2 separate regions of the Mus musculus genome follow, and region 1 is linked to region 2. Evidence: chromatin contacts called from public HiChIP or PLAC-seq data. All regions are on one chromosome and are shown on one strand. Each heading gives the region's core, a stretch centred on a gene start, on an enhancer-like site or on the middle of the called end of the contact. The rest is flanking DNA. Distances are from core to core; before and after follow the strand shown. Region 1 holds the start of Atg4b (autophagy related 4B, cysteine peptidase). Region 2 overlaps Ano7 (anoctamin 7).

Region 1 (4,100 bases), core at 1,197-3,696, 350 kb after region 2:
CAGGTGGATCTCTGAGTTCGAGGCCAGCCTGGTCTACAAAGTGAGTTCCAGGACAGCCAGGGCCATACAGAGAAACCCTGTCTCGAAAAACCAAAAAAAAAAAAAAAAAAAAACCAAAAAAGAAAAGAAAAGAACAGAACAGAAAAAAGAGCAGGGAGCATGGCTCCCTGGTAGGAGTACTTTGTATGTCTCGCCTAGGTATTTCTCTTAGTAGGCAGCAAAACCTCCTTTAGGAGCCTGGGTAAACCTTTGGGAAGTTATGCTGAATGTGTCAGTCATAGGTTAGGGTGGTAGTGTAAACCTTTAATCCTAGCAGTTGGGAGGCAAAGGCAGGAGAGTTCAAGTCCAGCCTGTCTACAAATGAGTTCCAGAACAATCAGGGCTATGGAAAGGGACACTGACTCAAAAGAAAACAAACAAACAATCCAAGGCCAGGTGGTGGTGGCCCACCCCTTTAATTCCAGCACTTGGAAGGCAGAGGCAGGCAGATTTCTGAAAAGACCAGAACAAACAAACAAAAAACCCAGTTGTTCTTGGTGGCTCATGCCAGTATTTCCCGAGCTTGGGAGGCAGAGGAAGGACGTCTACAAGACCAGCAGACTAAAACAATGCGATGTAGGCCAACAAGGCAATTCAATGAGACATTGTCTCAAAACACACACACAGACACGTGCCTGTGCACACACACCAAAACACCCCAAAGACAAAAATGGTAAATTTTATGTAGTATTTTACGTCGTAAGAGGAAAACTGGGAAAAAAAAATTAGATGTTCAATAACATGCTTAGTAATTTCTTCCCTCATCTAATGAAGCTATTTAATGGTCACTTAAGGCAAGATTTGTGAGACCAAACTGACTACACATGGTAGGCTTTCTCAGGTGCTCAGAGCTCCACCTGAGCTTTTCCAGTCTCGAGGAACCTGCTGTGGACCAAGACTGGCCTTAATAGGATGGATCTGGACGTTGTAAGCAATGTGATCTTATAACCTTTATCAGTGTTTAGTGAGCTAGATTTCTGGAGTTTCCCCGCCCCAATTTGGGCACTGTCTACCCATATACCATGTTAGAACATGGGGAAGCCAACATCAGTCCTTGCAACACTGCCTCATTTTCAACTGTTAACAAAACTTCTGGGGCATGTTCTATGTGAAATTGTTACGGAAACATTCTGGTTGACTTGTAAGATTGTTTAACGTTACTAGGTTTTGTTTTGAACCAGGTCTTAAGGACTGGAGACTTAATGTAACCCTGTGAACTTTCAACAGATACGTGCCATTCCCATCTTTAAATTTTAACACCAAGTACTAAGAGGTGGCAGGATGTGCGAAGTGACTTCCAAGGCAGAGTCCCTTCGCTCGCTGTTCACTCCTGTTGGAAATCACAGGAGAGGACCAACTGAGGGAGTCTCGAAAGCCTTTGGAAGGCGCGGCCCGCACAAGGGCCACCGAGAACCCCCTGGAAAGCCCTTTCCACGGTCATCCCCCGGGCCTCTGCCAGAGTGCAGGATGCGGGAGGTGATCGGTGCCAGTGCCTGGGCCGCAGGACCCCATAGGAAGGCGATGAGGGCTATGGATGCAGGAAGTAGAGCTGCGTGCGCCGGGCCGCACTCCTGCCACACACCTCCGGGCGGGCTTGCCCCGCCGAGGCAAGAGTGGAGAACTGCCCGAAAGCAAAGATCAGGATTAACCTGAGAAGGCGCCCTTGCAGAATACTCCTGAAATTGGCAGGGCCAGCCCAAATCAGTGCGACGCCCGTTGGTGGAGGTGGCGGAGGGGGCCTCCGGCCGCTCTGCCCGAGGCATGGCCGTGCTGGTCCCCAAAGCCGGCGGTCCAAGCCAAGGTCATAAAGCTCCACGACCCGTCCACCTCCCACAGTTACCCTCGGTTAGCCGGCCCCCCACTCCCGGTCCCCGGAGCTCGGCCCGCCGCGCGGCCTCAGTTTCCCCGCGGGCCCCGGCCAGGGCGGGGGCGTGGCGGACCCGGAGGCGGGCCGCGTACCTGTGGAAGGAGACAGCGCGTTTCTCGCCCTTGCCCTGCCTGTTGGAACAGTTCACGGCCGCGCAGCAGATCACCATTGCGGGCCTCGGTCGTGAGCGCCGCCAGGCTCCGATCCTTGCCGCCCGCCCGCTGGCCCGACCCGCCCCGAGGGAGCGCGGCGACACAGCTCGGGACGTGGGCCGCGGCCGAGCCGTACGGCAAGATGGCTGCGCGCTGCCGCCCGCACCACGCTGCGCTCGGACTGCCCGGCCACGGCGCCGGCGTCGCGGCCGCAGCGGGCGGTGAGTCCGTACCGAGACATGCGCGGGTGGCTGTCTGTACGGAAAGATGGCGGCGCCGGAGGAGCGCAGCTCGGGCCGGCTCCCGGGTGTTCCGAAGCGGCGGCGCGGGCCGGGGGCGGGGCGGCCGCGTCCGGTTAGGAACCACACGCGCCGAGGCCCCACCCCCCGCGTGCCCACCGCCGTACGGCGAGATGGCGACGCCCGCGCTTCCGCTGCGCCGCGCTTGGCTGCCGCGGCTTCCCGTCGCCGTGTCGCGCAGTAGTCCGTCGGAGCGACGGCACGGTCAGTCGGCAGCCGGACAGGGAAGATGGACGCAGGTAAGGAGGGCGGACGCCTGCCCTGTCGCGGGCGGGCTCCCGTGGCCGCCCGCTGGGGCGGAGGCCGGTGTGTTGGGCTGGGCGGGCCGCGCCTCCCCGCAGCGCTCAGTACCGGGTTCGCGGGGCCACTCGTCAGCGCCTCGGCCTCCGGCGCTCGGCCGCGGCCCTCGGGGAGCGTCCCAGCCTGTGGGCTCGCGGCTGCGGGCGTGAGGGCAGGGAGTCTGAGGGACGCATCAGGACGCGGGCACCCTGGTGCCCGGAGAGGACCGGTGCGCCGCGAGGGTGGGCCTTGCGGTGTCCATTGAAGAGCCGACCTCTTTAACTTCTGTCAAGTTGTTGGCCGCTGGTCCAGCTACCACAACATGCACATCTTTTGTCTTTGAAGTTCAATAACCTGTGTAGGTGAGCCCCGCTCCTGTTCTGACAGCGGATCAGTCACATGCTACTTTGACTTCTTGAGGTCCTAATACTGGGTTAAGTGTGGGTGGGTTTTGTTTGTTTGTTTGTTTGTTTGTTTTTAACTGACTCTTGCTTCTGAAGCTGGAGAGTGCGGTTCTTTGTTTATGTTGGCCAGAAGTCTTGGAGATGCAAATCTATCAAATAAGTTGTTTGCTAATAGCCCTAAAAATACCCACCCCACCCCATTCCACCCCACCCCACCCCCAACAGAGGTTCTCTCATTCCCTCAGCAGCGTTAGCGGGTTTTTTTTTTTTTTTTTGGTTTTCTTTTTCTTTTTTCCTTTTTTTAATTTAAGAGCGACCTGCCTTCAAGAATCCACTCCTTTGTGAAGGAGTCCTGCTACCTGATTTCATTGTACTTTTCTTGAATGGCGTTGCTTTTGATGGTTTTCTTCTGACAGCTGTGTTAGAGAAGTAGTCGGCTCTTACTTGGGAGTAATGCCTACAGTTAATACACATTTCAGCAGTTTATGGCATCCGTAGCTGGAGGAAGCAGGAACGTTGACTCCCCAAGATGCATGAGCCAGGTGTATATTTTTTTAAGATAATTCATTTTTTTTTTTTTTTTAGAATGAATAACTGAAGCTGTCACACCACAGTGCCTCTTGGAGGTGTGGAATGGGATAATACATTGAATTACTTAATTATCCTCTCCCCCACTTTTTTTTTTAAAGACAAGGCCTCACTGTTTAGTCTTGTCTAATATGTAGACCATGCTGACCCAAGACTCACAGAAATATATCTGCTTGCTTGTACATCCCCAATGCTGAAATTAAGTGGGTGTTTAATGCTGCTGTGAGATCAAACTCAAAAGACATCTGTGTTTGAAGACTTGTGTTAATGGTGATAAAACACTTTTTTTTAAATACAGTATGATGGTGCAATTTTTCTCCTGATATAATTCTGGGTGGCATTTTATGATCTACCTTCTGATCTCCCACCACCCTTGTAATGTTGCTTCTGGTTATTCTTATAATTGTGTGTGCTGTGTTTGTGTGTTTTCTCTCTCTTTCTCTCTCAGCAGTATCTCTCCACAAAACCCTCA
Region 2 (4,308 bases), core at 678-3,177:
CAGTATCATAAAACCAATACATCTGGCCTCATGGCCTCTGCTTTCTGGGGACTCGGCTGTTACCCTCACTAGCTCCTTTCTAGCTTTGGTTTGGTTCCATCCCCTAAAGGTCCCAGGGAGCTGGGTTGACTTTTTGGAAGACACATCAGGGAATCAGAAGAGCAAACTGTATCATGTTCCACAGAGGGGGGCCAGGGCCTTGGAGGATTTTTTTTAAAAAAAGATTTATTTATTTTATTTATGTGAGTACACTGTTGCTGTCTTCAGATACACCAGAAGATGGCGGTGGATCCGATTACAGATGGTTGTGAGCCACCATGTGGTTGCTGGGAATTAAACTCAGGTCCATCTGGAAGAGTAGTCAGTGCTCTTAACTGCTGAGCCATCTCTCCAGCCCAGCCTTGGAGGGTTTTGACCTGTAACAACTACAGCCCCTTGCCCTGCCCAACCTGGCCCCAGAGAACAAGAGCATCCAAGGTGCACGTTCTCTCAGACTAGCTTAAGTGTTAGCTAGATGGAGCGGCCATGCCATTTCCCCCCACTTTCTATCTGCAGAAAGCTGAAAGGCTGCTGGCAGAAGTTCTCCAGGGGCAAGAAGGCTGGCACGGGGACCCACCCAGCACCTTGGGAGGCCGACTATGAGTTGCTGCCTTGTGAGGGGCTGTTTCACGAATACCTTGAAATGGGTGAGATCTGCCATTGCAGCCACTCTGGCCCTGGCCTACCCTGAAATGCAATGTGCCATTGGGGGTGTATGTGGGTGTGAGTTAGGCTTGCAGATATCCTGAGAAGAGATGGGGTGGCAACCGAGCCAGGGTGGGTGGGAAGACTTGGGGAGGCTTGGGAGCTGAGGCTGTGCATTAGGGAAATCAAGTCCAGGGACAGGGCCAAGCAAGGCTCTCCAGGTTGTGAGGGCAGGCACACCTGGGCCATGCCAGCCTGGATTTTCTCCAGTGGTTTCTTCAGTTAAATCGCCAGCCAAAGTGGTGGCCCATACTCAGGGCTTGAAGGATGAGATAGTTTTGAGGGCAGGGTTTTGTCTGACTAACACAGGGAGATCTGGCACAGTCATAACTTAGCAGTGTCTCAGCAGAACCCAGCAACCAAAAGCATAACCAGTAACTGTTGCAGACTCACTCTGTGGATAAAAAAAGGTAGGGCAGCTTCCAGGGTGATAGTATGTATCCTCACGCCCTGCACAATGGCCAAGGAACTCCCTAGAAATTTTATAGAAGATCCTGGGGATAAATGGGGACAACAGTTTTTAATCCAGAAGCAGGTTTTGCTCTCCTTCCTGTCATTAAGAGTCCCTGACTTCAGGTGTACTGGGTGGCCAAGGAGATTAGAGCAGTGCCCACCAAGGCTCCCAAGCCCAGGGGGTAGTCAGTGGCTCTTGCGCTGAATACAGCATGAGGGGAAGAAATGGATTGAAATGAACTGCCCGATACCCTGGTGGGCAAGCTGGGAGTTCCTTCTCCATCCCCCATCCCCCCACCTCCTGCCACCTGTGGTCTGAGAGTTTTACCAGCTCCTGCTTTGCAGTGCTGCAGTTTGGATTCGTCACCATCTTCGTAGCTGCCTGCCCGCTGGCGCCGCTTTTTGCCCTACTCAACAACTGGGTGGAGATCCGCCTAGATGCGCGCAAGTTCGTGTGCGAGTATCGGCGCCCAGTGGCGGAGCGCGCCCAGGACATCGGCATCTGGTTCCACATCCTAACGGGCCTCACACACCTCGCGGTCATCAGCAATGTGAGTGCCCGGCTCGCCTGCTGGGTGGTGCTGGGTGCAGGGTGAGGGTGGTGGTGGTGGTGGTGGTGGTGGTGGTGGTGATGGTGGTGACGGTGGTGACATCGCTCTGACCCTGCGCCCACAGGCCTTCCTGCTGGCCTTCTCCTCCGACTTCCTGCCACGTGTCTACTACAGCTGGACGCACGCCCCTGACCTGCATGGCTTCCTCAATTTCACGCTGGCACGAGCACCGCCCACTTTCACCTCCGCACACAACCGCACTTGCAGGTGAGCCAGAGTCAGAGGGTGAGTTTTGCCTTTTATTCTATTGACTCATACCTTCCACCCGCGCCCTCCCCACTCCCCCAGGGAAATAGGTTTTTGTTGTTTGGCTTTCAACACGGTCTCTCAAGTATGTTCAGCACCAAAGAGGCAGAGTGGAGGAAACGGGAAGACTGAGTCTAGATGGCCCACTTGCCAGCTCAACCCTAGGGAGCTACAGAGGCCTGTGTCTCCTGCAGGTACCGGGCTTTCCGGGATGATGATGGACACTATTCTCCGACTTACTGGACTCTCCTGGCCATCCGCCTGGCCTTTGTCATCGTATTTGAGGTATCCAAGGCATCTGAAAGCTCCTCCAGTGACTTCCATCCCCTTGCTGGCCCCTGTACTTAACGTGATGATGCCCCTACTTGCTTTGCCTAACCTAAACCTGTGGCATGGCAAGGGTCAGTATGACCAACAGAACTCCCATTCTGTTTTCCATCTAAATCAAATCTGTGTCTTCCTTTCCCTTGCTGGTCTCTGTGCCTGGCTCACGGACTAGCCATTGAATGCTTTGCAGATTGGAAGGTGCTGTGGGGAACTTGGAAGGGCTGGCTGGTCTCTGATCCAGGTCTCTGCTCTTTCATTTCCTCTCCTGCCCTGTAACTCCAGTTCCACCCACCTGGGCAGCCTACTGGGTCCCCTGAAGGCTAGTTTGGGCTTTTGTTTTATGAGGTTGGGGGTGGGGCTTCTATCCCCAGCATGTGGTGTTCTCCATTGGCCGTGTTCTGGATCTCTTGGTTCCTGACATCCCAGAATCCGTGGAGATCAAGGTGAAGCGGGAATACTATTTAGCTAAACAAGCACTGGCTGAGAACGAGGTGAGCACCCAAGCCCAACCTGTTGGCCTTACAGCCCTGTCCTGCACACTCAGGTCTCATGACTAAAGCATGAGCCTTCATTTCTGCCTAGTCTGTCCTAGCAGCACGTCTACCAAGCTGGTGAAGGACTGAGGGGCTGTTTACAGTTACTTCCATAGTCAAGCTGACAATTCACTTGCTTTGAGACAGGCTCTCCTTGGAGCAACAGGAGTGAAGGATGACCAACCTCCAAGTTCAGAGCCCAGCCTGGGTCTTCCAGCCTAAGGGAGACTCTTTGGAATGGTGACCACCTCCCTTTCCTTCTCTGAGGTCACAGTAGGGGTTACCGGAGGCTGACACACTTGCCTGGAAGACTGTTGAAGATGTGTCAGGAGACAGTTCACTATTGTGTGTCTTTTGGAGACCATGATCCTGGCCCCAGCTCAACCATCTCCACCCTTGGTTTAGAATAACCATGACCCTTGGCTGCCACAGTCCTGTGCTCAGTCACTACCCCTGCTACATGTTCCTTAGGACTACCCATTTGGAGCAGTGTTTAGAGAGTTATCTGCTGGCCTTAGGGGCTATCCCCTACTGCCATTCCTAAGTCCCATGAGCCAATAACTTGTGTCTCATTCCCCTCCCGATGTCCACACCCCTCTCAAGGCAAAAGGTCTGTCTGAAATCCCTGCTTCTGTGGCTGTTTTGCTGACCATTGTACTCAAAGTATTTTGTTCTTCCTTTGCTTCACCTATTCTGTCCCTAATATCACTAGCGATGTTCCTATCCCTAAACCAAAGGCTGAGGGTCCTCTGTATACGATGCCTTCCTGAATCTTAAGATATGAGGAAGTGGCTTCACAGTTGACATATGGTCCCCATCCCCCATCCCCTACCATGGCATAACTCTTCTGCCAATTGAAAGGTTAAACGCTGGGGTCCCTGCCTTCCCAGGGCTTTGCTCGGTCCTCTTGCAGCATTCCTGTGGTATTATAGGGTCAGATCACCCCTCCAGATCCACTACCTTACCTCACATGGTCATTATCAGGCACACCTGGCTCTTAGACATGATACCATGGCCCAGGCCACAGCCCTGGGAAGTTTGCTTACCCCTTGTACCCCTTACTTTCATACCTAACTACCCAAGGCCTATCTATGAATTCTTTCCTATCATGGCCTCTTTATCCTGACAGATCAAAGGCCTCTGCAGTATCCCCTTTGCCTCCTGTGTACCTTCCAGTACCGGGCCAGAAACTCAGCACACAGGAAGCTCTGAAGGGGGAAGGCTGTGGAACGAAGTTTTACCCCTAATAGTGCAAACAGAAAAAAGATTCCTGTAATACCTAGTAGGTCTATCCCCCCACCCCCGCCTCCCCGGTGTTTAGATACAATTGCTTCTCAAACTGGGTACAACGTGGGCCTTTCCTGTTGCCTGCCTTCTGTTAGCTGGGCTAACTG

What was found. HiChIP or PLAC-seq counts read pairs in DNA pulled down with a chosen protein or histone mark.
Region 1: an H3K27ac HiChIP or PLAC-seq map of microglia shows a contact between it and region 2, with 7 times the contacts expected there. The contact joins the promoter of Atg4b here to the enhancer-like site in region 2. A contact is called at or near these places in 15 of 39 promoter capture datasets (the 3T3-L1 cell line, the C10 cell line, the HPC-7 cell line and 9 more), 7 of 115 datasets of contacts at active chromatin or transcription factors (the 230-238 cell line, embryonic stem cells, large pre-B cells and 2 more) and 2 of 9 other capture datasets (adipose tissue and liver).

What each region holds. Positions count from the first base shown.
Region 1 is chr1:93,752,459-93,756,558 of GRCm38.p6, forward strand. It overlaps Atg4b (autophagy related 4B, cysteine peptidase), which reads left to right and starts at 2,447. Exons shown (of 13, transcript NM_174874.4): 1 at 2,447-2,596. The coding sequence starts at 2,587. It overlaps Thap4 (THAP domain containing 4), which reads right to left and starts at 2,380. Exons shown (of 6, transcript NM_025920.3): 1 at 1,999-2,380. The coding sequence starts at 2,075.
Region 2 is chr1:93,399,889-93,404,196 of GRCm38.p6, forward strand. Ano7 (anoctamin 7) reads left to right here. Exons shown (of 24, transcript NM_207031.2): 19 at 556-686; 20 at 1,543-1,748; 21 at 1,873-2,015; 22 at 2,249-2,339; 23 at 2,753-2,872; 24 at 3,062-4,308. The coding sequence ends at 3,136. Among named protein-coding and RNA genes, the nearest start is that of Ano7, 28 kb to the left of the region's middle. Within about 2 kb of position 1,928, at least 43 of the 459 cell types and tissues checked have an H3K27ac peak or open chromatin away from gene starts, as enhancers often do. A contact at or near this core is called in microglia, where this site is marked.